2 separate regions of the Mus musculus genome follow, and region 2 is linked to region 1. The links are chromatin contacts, called in public promoter capture Hi-C maps. All regions are on one chromosome and are shown on one strand. The core of a region is the stretch at or near the end of the contact, and the rest is flanking DNA. Distances in the headings are between cores, read along the strand shown. Region 1 holds the start of Rab1b (RAB1B, member RAS oncogene family). Region 2 holds the start of Peli3 (pellino 3).

What was found. Promoter capture Hi-C pulls out the DNA fragments that hold promoters and counts their contacts.
Region 2: a contact with region 1 is called in a promoter capture Hi-C map of liver. The contact joins the promoter of Peli3 here to the promoter of Rab1b in region 1. A contact is called at or near these places in 3 of 39 promoter capture datasets (the SN4741 cell line, liver and pre-B cells), 2 of 484 Hi-C or Micro-C datasets (both in embryonic stem cells), 2 of 115 datasets of contacts at active chromatin or transcription factors (bone marrow-derived macrophages and pancreatic cancer cells) and 2 of 9 other capture datasets (adipose tissue and liver).

Annotation. Positions count from the first base shown.
Region 1 is chr19:5,101,924-5,108,596 of GRCm38.p6, forward strand. Rab1b (RAB1B, member RAS oncogene family) reads right to left here and starts at 5,073. Exons shown (of 6, transcript NM_029576.3): 1 at 5,002-5,073; 2 at 3,255-3,327; 3 at 2,910-3,005; 4 at 2,718-2,813. The coding sequence starts at 5,015. It overlaps Klc2 (kinesin light chain 2), which reads right to left. Exons shown (of 16, transcript NM_008451.3): 16 at 5,823-6,673.
Region 2 is chr19:4,939,484-4,945,873 of GRCm38.p6, forward strand. Peli3 (pellino 3) reads right to left here and starts at 3,609. Exons shown (of 7, transcript NM_172835.3): 1 at 3,455-3,609; 2 at 2,277-2,429. The coding sequence starts at 2,428.

The DNA of each region.
Region 1 (6,673 bases), core at 3,823-6,322:
TCAAGTACACTGTGTTCTAATGTACACACCGGCATGTCCTAAGCTGGGCTCTATGCTGAAAGGAGGGGACATCAAACATACACCTGCTTTAGGGTACTGGGGACCGTAGAGAAACAGACCAGTACACACACATGACAAGATGGGATAAAAAGCCAGCGTCAAGCAGCCCCAGGACGATTACTGCCTAGGAAGCAACAGCCAACCCTAGCAGGCAAGCATGGACTCAACTAAAAGCTACCCGCTGAGGGCACAGCATCTGCTAGAATGAGAGGGTGTGGTGTCTTTGGGAAGTGGGAGAAGAGCAGACTGCAGGTTGGGAGGAATTGGTCAGGACAGAGCTCTGCCTAGATGAACTTAGCACAATCATGAGCTAGTGGGGGTTTTCTTAGACGAAGACTGTAAGGTCACACCTGTGTTCTAGAAAGTGCCTGGGCAGGACCAGAGCAGACCAATAAGATGCAGAGCAACTAAGAAGCGGATGGGCTAATCTAGAGTCCTAAACCAGGGAACAAAGCAGGAAAGAGCACAGACTTAATCTGGACTGTCACCTAAGCTTGGTCATTTATTACATGACCTCAGTTATCTAGTCACCTGACCTGGTCAGTTTCCTCTTTTGTACAGACAACACCTCCCAGCAGAACTGTTGTCTGCAGGAGAATGGAAGCAGGCCTGTCTCATAACAAGCGCTCAATTAGCAAGAGCTGCTATTATCCTCATCACTGCTATTATTATGAGGGACAGATGAAGTGAGGAGGGAAGGACGGAGGTGCCTGGAGACTAACTATGGAGACGGCAAGTTTTCTGTTCAGGAAAACAAGGATTATGTTACAAAATGATGATGCAGGAAGTGGGTTGGGAAGATGGTGAGTGGAGCGATGGAGTCTGAATCCTGCAGCTGGTGTGGAGCCCACAGAGGCAGCTGAAGGCAGGGAAGGGGCTCTATCTTTTCTGGGATACCAGAGGCAAGTTACTGATTCCTCTGGAAAACAATTTCTTCAAATAGAAGCATGCTGTACTAGTCAGTGCTTTTCAACTTGACACAAACCTAAACATTTGGAAAGAGGACAACTAAACTGAGGGATGGCCTCCATCAGACTGCCCTGTAAACTTATGGGGCATTTTCTTGATCGATGGTTGATGGGGGAGGGAGGGGTGTGCAGCTCACTGTGGGCAGTGTCACCCTTGGACAGGTGGCCTTCGGTAGTCTAAGAAAGGATGCTGAGCAACCTATGGGGAACAAGGCAGGAGGCGCCTTTCTCTGTGGCTCCTGTTTGGATTCATGCCTTGGCTTCTTTGATGACGGACTGAGCACGAGGGCGTTGACATTTCATTCACTGGCTAAGAAGAGCATCGGGATTGCTCCCATTACAGACACTGAGGGCCAGCACAGCGCAGCGGAGAGCTGGGAACCAGGGGACATAAGAATCCCAGAACACAAGACAAAACCCAAACCACAGAAGAGGCTAGAGTCAGTCAGGATGCTCAAAATATAGGTTAGTGGGCAGTAAAGGTGTGTCAATAAAAAAAGAACTAAAGGGGTTGGTGTACAGCTCCCTGGCTGAGTATATGCTAGTTGGGGTGGGGGTGTGGGGGAGACGACAGGGGAGCTACAAAAATGTTCAAGGAAAGAGAAGAAAACCAGTGCAAGAAATCAATTCGGGCAAGAAGGTGACTGGGCTTTTTGGTAGTAACTAAAGTCTTGGTGACCTTTGCGTGACACTTGGGTCACCCAGCTTAGAAGAGCTGGGAAGTGAAGACATGGGTATCACAGCCTCTGGGCTCCCCCAGCCCAGGACTGATCACACTTCCATATCCCTGGCGAGATGCAAGCAACAAGGCTTAATAGGAAAAGCAAAGCAGATGGGTCAGGGGACCAGGCTTTTTATAACTAGATGGAAGGCCCTAGCAAGTTACTGCACCAGCCTGTACCACGTCTCCGTCTTTAAGATGGGAACATGAGGGACTTCTCATGAGCATCAAAAGACAGTTATATAGCCAGGCAGTGGTGGCGCACACCTGTACTTGGGAGGCAGAGGCAGGCGGGTTTCTGAGTTTGAGGCCAGCCTGGTCTATACGGATTGAGTTCTGGGACAGCCAAGGCTACATAGAGAAACCCTGTCTCAAAGTAACCAAAAGAACAACAACAACAACAAACAACCAATTAGAAGCTAGGCACAGTGGTGGCTGCCCAGGACCTCAGGACCACTTAAGCTGAGGAATTTGGGACAGGCTGGTAACAGAGCGAAACTCACATTTAATGGGGTAAACAACCAAGGAAATCTAAAGGCTACAGTGTCTATAAGCTGTAAGACACACTCAGGACAATTGTTGGCTGCTGCCAGTGTGACACATGACTGAAGCCACCACAGCAGATACAGGATTTCAGAATCTCTGCTTACACCGGACTCCTTCACGTGTTGTCTAAAGCCTTCCAATTGCTCCTCGAATCTGGAGACAGGAAGCATGGAACCAAGAGCAACCAACCAGCTGATTAACTGTCACCAAACATGGTAGTCTAGAAAGTCTAGAATAAAGTGGCAGGAGCCATGAAGCCTGGTTCTATCAAGACTCCATGACAGGGTTTGGTAGGATCCATTTCCTTTTTATGGAGCGATTCAATATAGTGTCTCCCTTCTAGAAAGCTTAAGGAAAATGAAAACAGGAAAAGCAGCAAGAATCAAAACTCAAGGCTAAGGAGGCAAGGCTGCAAGCGGTACCTGGTCAGTGACGTCATACACCACAATGATGCCATGAGCCCCGCGATAGTAGCTGGAAGTGATGGTCCTGAACCGCTCCTGACCAGCTGTGTCCCACTACGAGTCAGGAGGAAAAGGGTAGGTCAGCCACGGGAGAACTCCCACCCCGAGGAAGCCACTTTTGCCTGAGGGCTGGAGAGGGGTCATACTCACAATCTGCAGTTTGATGGTTTTGCCGTCCAGCTCAATGGTTCGAATCTTGAAATCCACACCGATGGTGCTGATGTAGCTCTCTGTGTAAGTGTCATCCTGAAAGGTTGTGGCTGGTGAAACGGACTGAGCAGACAGGTCCCTGCCCTGCTGTGCTCCTCACTGTGCCAGGCGAGGTTCTAAGCTCCCCAACTTGCAAGGAAGGCCTGGGCCCTCGCTGTGGCGGCTCCAGCAGCCTCACTCTTGGTTCTTAGGACTTGCAACTACACTGAGTTCTGAGTTGCCCCTTCTTCCTCCCAGTGGCAGCCTGAACCCCAAGTGGATAATAGAGGGGTGCTTCTTACTCACAGCAAACCGCAGGAGCAGGCACGACTTGCCCACGCCGGAGTCACCAATCAAAAGCAGCTTAAACAGGTAGTCACTGGCGAGAGAAGATGGGAAGGTATGAAGGCAAGCAGGAAGTCCTCCCCTGTCCCTTCCTGCACTAAGCACAGCAGGACTGTAAGGCATACTTCTGCTTGGTCTACTACGGTGCTCACTAGAGCCTTCTACTGTTCTGAAAAAGGGACAAAAGTAAGTAAAAAAAATTGACCCTTATTAGCCCCCAATAAGCTAGCACAGTTTGCTAAGAGATATGTGGTATCATTTGGTAAAAACTAAGAAAATCACATTAGGCCATACAGTATGCCAGTCTAGGACCCAAAAGGGAAACCTGACCCATAAAGTCAAAATAAATATGAAGCTGGAATGGGAGGTGATGAGTGAGTGTGTGAGTGTGTGTATGTGTGTGTGTGTCTGTGTGTGGTGAGGGGAGGACGGTGCTTGCCTCTTGGCAGAGGCAGACAGAATTCTGAGTCCTAGGCCAACCTGGTCTACAGAGTGAGTTTCAGGACAGCCAGGGCTGCAGAGAAACCCTGTCTGAAAAATCCAAAACAAAAAACAAATGTGAAAGAGCCTGAGATGAAGTCACACTAACAGGAGGCAGTCAACAAGTGGCCATGGAAGCAGCCGTCAATACTAAACTGGAACTGACCCTGTGTGAAGCACTTGAAATCACCCTTTACTAAACCCTCACAACAGTGCACACAAGTGGGTGAGTGTTATTTCCAACCACTGAGGAAGCCAGAGGTCACAGAAGGGAGGTGACTTGCCCTAAGCAGTTGAAAACTGTGAGACTGGAAACCAGGCCTGTCAGATTCCAAGCTCTTTGACAGCCAGCCGGTAGCTTCCCCCTCCTAAGCCCACTTCTGAGTTCGAGCCTCCTCAAGGAAATCTGAGGCCTCGAGTTGGGGAAGAAAAAGGAAGTGGAGACAGGGAAGAAGATAACGTGGGTGCAAAACTGCATGCCGGCCATCTACTCCAAAGGGTTTGGGCTTGAGGAATAAAAATTCTACTCCAAGGGAGCAAGCAAACTCCACATTCACCTAAAGTTCTTTGGCAGTGTGACAGGAAGCCAGCTGACAGTGGCACTGAAGGCCCGAGCAAAGGTGAGAGGACAGAAAAGAACAGACCGCCGGGAGCACCATGACAGCACGACCCAAGCAGGGCAAATGGTAGCCTCGGAGGAAAGGATCTGCAGGGGATGTGAATCAAACAGGGACTTGGGGGTCCCCTCTTGTCTTGTTAGCTTCTAGGCCAGCCCTGGGACCGAGGCTCCAGAAGAAAGGCAAAGGCAGAGAGGTTCACAGCCCAACTCAAAGTACTCGACTGTGGAGATCAGAAACTCTAGCGATGGGCTCCAAACCGCCTGCCCTTGGTCAAGCTGTAGGTGGGAAAATTGAAGCTCAGGGAGACCAAATCTGCACGGTCACCTAACCAAAAAGGCCTGTGAGGGCTGGTGCTGCGGGCTCCAAGTGCTGCCCATTCAGGCTGCAGCCTCCGGGCCTCGGGCTGCAGAACTCGGGGTGTTGAGTCGGGGTCCTGGGGATCCCGGGGGGAGGGGCAGGACCCGGATGTAAGGGGGGGGTCAGCGGAAGAGGGACCCGGATGTGGGGGCGCCGCGCAGTTCTGACCAAGGCCAGACAACTTCGGCAAGCATATAGCCCCATAGACAGGATCGAGGCTGCGCCGCACGGCGCGGGCGGGGCTCACTCACTATTCGGGGTTCATGGCGGCAGCGGTGGCCCGCTCGGTCGCTCCCAGTCGGCTCTGCTCCGCCTCCCGTTCCAAGATGGTTGCCACTCCGCCCTAGAGGCCCCGCCCGCGCCGCGCAGGCGCAAATCCTTCCGACTCGGGTTGCGCCGCGCTGCCTTGCGGAACCTGTAGTTTCCATGGATATTCGACTTGCCACTGCTGCGCAGGCGCAACTCAGGGAACAGAGCGGCCGTGCACTCTCCAGAAGCCACCCGCGAACGGCCTTCTGGGGTCTGTAGTCTTCCCAATCACTGAACCGACCCAGCTACAAAAAAATCTTCGTTGGGCTACCTAATCTGCAAGTTTGGATCTTGTTTAGTACCGGGGTAGGTAGGTATACTTCGCCTCTGAGGTGGGCAGCCACTTTTACCCTCTCGGTTCGCAGATTGAAACTAAAAGGTGTAGCGTATTTAGGACCAGAAAATTTTGACTTATTCAGTGTTCTTCGTGGAATGGACACTGCAGCCTTAGTACCAGGATTATATGATCACTAGTATTACATATATGAAAAACCATCTCAGGAAGCTCAGTCCAAGAACGTATTAAGAAGTCATAACAGGCAGAATTGTCTAGAACCCCATAAGGGCATGTGTTAGGTGCAACCCCAAAATCTGTAGCATCCCCCCCAAACAGTTCAGGATAATGGCAGAGTATTAGTTCCAGCCTCGAGGGCAGGGAATGATATGCGTGTGTATCCTGTATCCCTCACTCCCGCAGCCTCTCCCGATTCCACCCGACTCAAGGGATGCTCAGGGGCTCTGGGACTCCTCAAAACAAGCCCGGTTCAGATTCAAATCGTCTTTATTTCTACAGCAACATCTGAAAATAGAGAGTGACTGCCTTACCCAACAAATGGGGTAGCCCCTCCTACTGTGTGGGAGGAAGGGGGACATCAGAAGCTGAGGCAAGGATGGCGTGGCAGGATGGCTCAATGGGCTGTGCCCAGGGTGGGGTCAGGCCATGCCTGGGAGGGGCTGGGGTGGGGGCGGGGTGGGGGAGGACAGTGCATTAAGTCCCCGGAAGCAGCACAGGGCCCTGTGGTGTGAGGGTCTGGGCATTTGCAAGATGGAGTGGAACGAATCCCTCCAAGACCAGGCGAAGAGGTCTAGGGACCCCTTTTGGGAGGCTCTGGTCCCAGAACTTGAAGCTTGGGAGATACCACCACTGGGAACGGGGTGATTTAAGGCCTGGGCGGTACCACTGGATAAGAGAGAGGCAGGTGGTGGCCCGGGAATACCGTGGACTGAGAGGAGGGCTGAGAGGATGACACACGGCCAATAACTTATTTCTCTATATACAGAAGCAACGGCCGGGAGTGGAGGGCAAAGGTGCTGAGGGGACAGCAAGTACTTAGTGTTCTTGGCTTTGGGGCTGGGTAGACAGGCCACCACTCCCACAGGCCCTGAACTCAGGGAAGAAAGGCCCCCTGCTGGAAGAATAAATAAGGAGCAGAGCTGGAGCCGGCAGGACCGTCCTCCAGGGCCATGGCTGAGATGACAAGGGAGGAAGTTACCCTGAGATTGAACAGAAAAGACAGGGGTCCTTGGGAGGGGCAGGCAGGACAAGCAGCAGGCCCATGCGCAGGGCTGGGGGAAGGGACCATGTCGGATGGAGGCTCTGGTGACTGGCTGCCC
Region 2 (6,390 bases), core at 2,359-4,858, 160 kb before region 1:
CTGCAGTCTGCTGGCTCATGCCTGCAGTCCCAGCACCACAGACTGCAGTCTGCTGGCTCATGCCTGCAGTCCCAGCACCACAGACTGCAGTCTGCTGGCTCATGCCTGCAGTCCCAGCACCACAGACTGCAGTCTGCTGGCTCATGCCTGCAGTCCCAGCACCACAGACTGCAGTCTGCTGGCTCATGCCTGCAGTCCCAGCACCACAGACTGCAGTCTGCTGGCTCATGCCTGCAGTCCCAGCACCACAGACTGCAGTCTGCTGGCTCATGCCTGCAGTCCCAGCACCACAGACTGCAGTCTGCTGGCTCATGCCTGTAACTTGGGAGGAATACAGATCAGGAGCTCAAGGTCATCTTCAGCTACATAGGGAGAGTGATGGAAGCCGGCCTGAGCTCTGTGAGACCCTGTCTCAAAAAGGGAGACAAGAAGATGCCAAATATAGGACCAATTAGAATTTCCTGGTGAGTTTGTTTAAATTCATATTCGCTAGACCCATCCAGAGATTCTGCCTCTCGAGGTGTGGGGTTCTTCTCTATATCTCCTATTTTCTTTTCTCTCATCTCTCTCCTTTATTCCCTCTCTCTTCTTTTTGTTGATTTTGGGGGCAACCATGGTTGCTCCCTCGTGAGTGCTGGGAGTCAGGTGTGTGCACTACGCCAGCCTCTGTGATTTCCATGTGTTCCCTCGTAGCACTGTGCACAGTGTGGCTTCCCTCCTCCTCTTAGGACAGAGAGCTGCCTTCACCCAGATAGAAATACAGCCCTTCCCTCTGTCAGGACGTGAAGCAGCTGCTTTTCAGATATACGCTCCTCCATGAGGAACATCTCATTTACCCTTGTGAGCACTTCTCACGTACCAGCAGTGGCAAGCCTAGAGGGAGACAGGCCAGGATACAGGCTGAGGGCTCACAGGAGCCTGGCACACATCCACTCTTCAACTCATCACACAACCTCTATAAAATGGAACTCATCTGTCAGAACCTACTTGGAATATTGATTTTGAGAACTAAACAAGATAAAGTGCTTTAAAATGCTTGATAGAGTTTGCTACTCTTATAGCAAGGTCTTGATATGAGTTGGCTATTGTGGGTATTTGAAAAAAGGCAAGGTGGCACATAAAAGTGACCAAGTGACAGCCAGTGCTACATAGTTAATCTTCACCATGATCTGACAGCGGATCAGCAGAGGGAGACACATCTGTGTCTGGGGGAAGGGTTTCATGGAAGATGCAGGTGTCCAGGCAGGCAAAGACCAGAGCAAGCCCCATCGATTTCTCTGTAATAACCTCCACTTTCTCGTCTGTAATGCGAGGAGGAGCTGCAGCTTAGTGTAGTGTGCTAGACCTACAATTAAGAAGATCTGGGTTCAAATCCCAACCCTCCCACTTATGAGCTGTGTGCTTTTGGACCAGTCACTTCCCCTCTCTGAGCCTCATTTACTTCACCTCCTTCCTCGCAGCATCTTTGTGAGGGTTGAGATGAAGTAATGTCCACAACTTCGTACTACCTGCCTCCCAGATGCTTGGTATGTGCTGAGTACCAGTCTATGTACTTTACAAAAATCTCTTCCACCTTTCTTTCTTTCAGGTAAGCTTTGGGAGGCTAGAATCAACCTTGTCTTCAAAATGAGGACACAAGCCGGGCGTGGTGGTGCACGCCTTTAATCCCAGCACTCGGGAGGCGGAGGCAGGCAGATTTCTGAGTTCGAGGCCAGCCTGGTCTACAAAGTGGACAGCCAGGGCTATACAGAGAAACCCTGTCTCGAAAAACCAAAAAAAAAAAAAAAAAAAAAAAAAAAAAAAAAAAAAGGACACAAAAGCACAGGAAAGTTTGACAACTTGCTGAAGTAGAATTGGAACCTTTTGTGCAGAATCAGAATTCTTTATCCCACACTTACACACAGTAGGTGCTTTACAGACTCTTTTTTTGCTATTCTTTTTCTTAGCTGATTACAAACTGTGGTGAGCAGCTTTAAGAATTGCCTCCGGCTGCTGGTTGTGGTGTATACCTCTAATCCCAGTACTTGGGAGGCAGAGACAGGTGGATCTCCGAGTTCAAGGCTACCCTGGTCTACTCATCAAGTTCCAGGCCAAGGCTATGAGAAACCCTGTCTCCAAAACAAAACAACAGAAATGGGTTTGATCACTTTTGCTCTTCTTCTGGGAAAGTGGCAAGAAGCAGAGAGTCCTGGGAGAGCAGCCGGTGCACACTGTTATCTTGGCTGACCTGAGGGACAGTTACCCAAGCACATCACTCCTGGACTAGGGAGGCTCACCCCAGAACGATGAGTTCACCATACTTGATGGGCTCCTCGCCTGCCAGTGCTTCTTCACCAGGACAAGACAGGATGCAAGAGCCCTGGCTCCCCGGGTGCTGGAGGTCTGAGGTCCGGGGGGATCCCACGTCAGGGTTTCCTTCCAGCACCATTCTGAGCACAGTGGGAGAAGAGAAAAGAACCTTGCAACTTCCCACCCCAGCTCCTCTCAGGCTCTGGCTAGACACAAGGCAAGAATGGTCCGTCAACACTTGTTATTATAACTACTTCCTTTCCCCCAAATGGTGAGGTTGCTGGGATACCAAGGAGGGAGACTGGTGAGACAAGACCAAGAAACAAATGGCAAAATCAGAGTCAGAGTGTTTGGTCGGTTAGAGCAATATACCAACTTTGGATGGAATGTGTTTGGCAGAGGGGCAGCCAGGACTTAAGAGACCTCTAGACTCAGACTTAATTCCTGGCTTAAGCTCTTAACCCCAAGACCTCAGTTAAGCTCTCTGTCAGGTTCTTGGGTGTCTGTCTTCATTCTAATCTTATTGCCCTTTTTGCAGCAGGTCTAGGCCTCTGTCAGTCTGTCTGTTCTCAATGACTCTCTGTCCTCCCAGCACGTCCTTTTCTGCCTGTTCTCGCCCCACTCCGGTCCCTACTTCTATCCTTCCTCTATCTGTCTGCCTTTGTCTTACCACCCACCTGACTCAGTCTCCCTATCTTAGCCTGGCAATGCAGGCAGGCCTCCAGATCCCTCCCTCCCTCAGGTGTCTGTCTGTGGTCCTCAGGCCGCTTAGGTCTCTGGAGGCCTGTGGGGGCGGCGCTCCCCAGTCGGGCACCTCCTGCAGCAGAGTCAGTCGCCCGCAGGCTGTTAACAGCCCCAACGTTGGAAGGTCTGCGCAGAGGCAGGCCTGCACCCCGTGCTCGGGAAGGGCACAATGACAGCATACGCAGATACACACCAGGCGGCCCCTCACAAATACGCGCGCGCACGCTGTCAGTCCCGCGGGCAGTGCCTAGACTGGCACAGCATACCCAAGAACTCCTACGGCAGAGACGCGCCTCCGCGCTAACAGCCACAGGCGCCAGCCCTCAGACCCGCTCTCTTAACCCCGCCACCCCCAGATACTCAAACACGCCCCCAACGCACGCCCAACACAGCCCCCCGCCCCCCACCTCGCCAGCCTCACCTGGCGGCGTTCTGGGGCTCTCTGTGTGCTGCTGGCCCCCACCCGCCTCACCTCTACTGCGCCCCGGGACTGCCGCGGCGGGATGGGCCCGGCCCGCGGCTGCTCGGTGCAGCCTCGTCACGGGGACACCCGAGGCCCGGAGGAGGGAGGGATGTGCACACAAACCTCCACGCCCCACCCCTTGCCCCACGCCCCGCCCCGGCTCCGCCCCTAGAGGCCCCACCTTACCCCGAGGCTCCGCCTCCTGCGGCTTAAGCCTGGCTGTAGTCTGGGAAGCCAAAGAGGTTGTCTACAAGACCCCTCTCTTATTCCAGGCTCCGGACACCTCACCCTCATTCTGGGGTCTTCTAGGTTCTCCCCGAGACCGGAGCCTCCTTTCACACAGTAATCTAGAGGCTCCTTTTCCCAACCTAAGACTAGCGACTGCCCACCCGCTGCTCCAAGACCCCGCCTCCTTTATGGGGAAATCTCGGAATTACAGAGAAGCCCAGAGCAAACAGAGGGAAGGAAACTACTAGAAGAGGCGGAGGAAGGTGCATCACCCGTGGAGGCTGAGGAAAGCCACTGCGGTTGTCTCGAGTGCAGATCTGTCTTTCAGTTCAGCGCGACCACTTTCTCTCTGTGCAACAATCAGTGAGCTCTGGCCTCCTTGGTGTCCAGAGACATGAATCACTGACCTCCCCTCCCAACAGCATGCTTCTATCCTTTGCAAAGCCTCAAAGGAAAGCCCACTTTGGGGTGCTCGGTCCCTCAGGGCCACAGGCTTTCTTCTGTCAGTACCAGGCTCTCTGGGTTGAATTTGGGCAAATTAAGTCCTGTAATCCTTGGAAGGCGGGTACGATAATTGTGGCCTGTCACCCCTGTCCCCGATGCCACAAAACAGATTTACAGAAATGGCTTGCTACAAAGGAACCAAGAGAGGATCTGGCCCATGGCTTCATACACCTTGATAAACACTTTACCACTTACCAACATCTCCAGCCCTTGAACGACTCATTATTTTTTTTATATTAAATCTATTTTCATGTATATGAGTATTTTGCTTCCGTGTATGGTTGTGCACCACTTGTATGCCTACCTGGTGCCAACAGAGGCCAGAAACTCGAATTCTCTGGGACTGGAGTTACAAACAGTTGTGAGCCACCATGCCAGTGCTAAGTATCAAACCCAGAGCTGGGCAGTGGTGGCGCAAGCCTTTAATCCCAGCACTTGGGAGGCAGAGGCAGGCGGATTTCTGAGTTCAAGGCCAGCCTGGTCTACAGAGTGAGTTACAGGACAGCCAGGACTATACAGAGAAACCCTGTCTAATAATAATAATAATAATAATAATAATAATAATAATAATAAAAACCCAGGCTCTCTGAAAGAGCAAGCAGCCATTGCACTTAGCCACTGAGCCATCTCTAGTCCCCTTACTTTGTTTGCTTGTTTGTTAGTTTTGAGAGTCTCACTGTATACCCCTGAATGGCCTGGAGCTCACCATGTACATCATCAGACTAGCCTCCAAAAAGCTGGAGTTAAAAGCAAGGGCCGCCAAACCTGATGAACTCCTGACTTTGAAAGCTGCCATGAACTAGAGATGGACTCAGTTGTGCAACTACCAAACCCAGACACTATTGCAGATGCCAAGAAGAGCTTGCTGATAGGAGTCTGATATATAGCTGTTTCCTGAGAGGTTCTGCCAGTGCCTGGCTAATACAGAAGTAGATGCTCACAGTCATCCATTAGACAGAGCACAGGGTCCCCAATGAAGGAGCTAGATGAGGTACCCAAGGAGCTGAAAGGGTTTGCAGCCCTATAGGAGGAACAACAATATGAACTAACTGGTAACCTCAGAGCTCCCTGAGACTAAACCACCAATCAAAGAAAACACACGGAGAGACTCATGGCTCTAGCTGCATATGTAGCAGAGGATGGCCTAGTCGGTCATCAATGGGAGGAGAGGCCCTTGGTCCTGTCCCAGTATAGGGGAATGCTTGGTCCAGGGAGTGGGAGTGGGTGGGTTAGTGAGCAGGGGGTGGGAGGAAGGGATAGGGGATTTTCGGGAGGGAAACTAGGAAAGGGGATAACATTTGAAATGTAAATAAAGAAAATATCTAATAAAAAGAGAGAGAGAGAGAGAGAGAGAGAGAGAGACTCAGTTGTGGTCTCTTCTGCTTAGTACCTCCTGGTCTGGAACGATATCCCAATGGCCAGTTAACCCCTGAATTGCTCATTTGTTCTGAGGCAGTTCAGGCTACCCTTGAACTCAGAGGACAACCTTCTGAGTCTCCTGCCTCCGCTTTTCATTTTTCCCGTGCCGGGATTACAGGTGTGAGGCACCACACCTAGTTTATTCAGTGCCTGGGATCAAACACAGTGATTCACAGGTGCTAGGCTAGCACTTTACCAACCAAACTACACCTCTGCCCTAGCCCCAGAGTTTGAAATGTGTTTTCCGAGGAAATCAAGGACCTATGCGCAGAGAACATGGCCTGTGACTCCTGCCACAGAGGATGAGTGGAAGTTGACTCACTTGTTCCTAAAAGGGAGCAAATGCAATCTCACCCCCAAACTCCCAGACTCTCTAAGCCCCACATCCATTCCACTAACTCCCTGCCTAAGACCATGAAAAACACCAACTGCTTTGCCAACTGTTTTGAGCCAAAGAAACTCACTCGTTGGTCATAAAGGAACTTCCTCGATGCCACTCAGAAGGCCACACAAATCCCTCACTGGAGGATGGTTTCTACTCTGAAGGCCTGTACTATAGAGGCAGTCCCCCTTCTGTAACCCAACACCATCCGCCAGAGACTTATTATTATTCAGTTTACATCGAGGAAATGGGTCCCAGAGAGGGAGGGATGCTTGCTTCAGGTTTCACAAGTACAGAGCCAACAATTGAAACTCCCATTGTTACCACCCAACAGTAAAGGATTAAGAGTTTGCCAAGACTC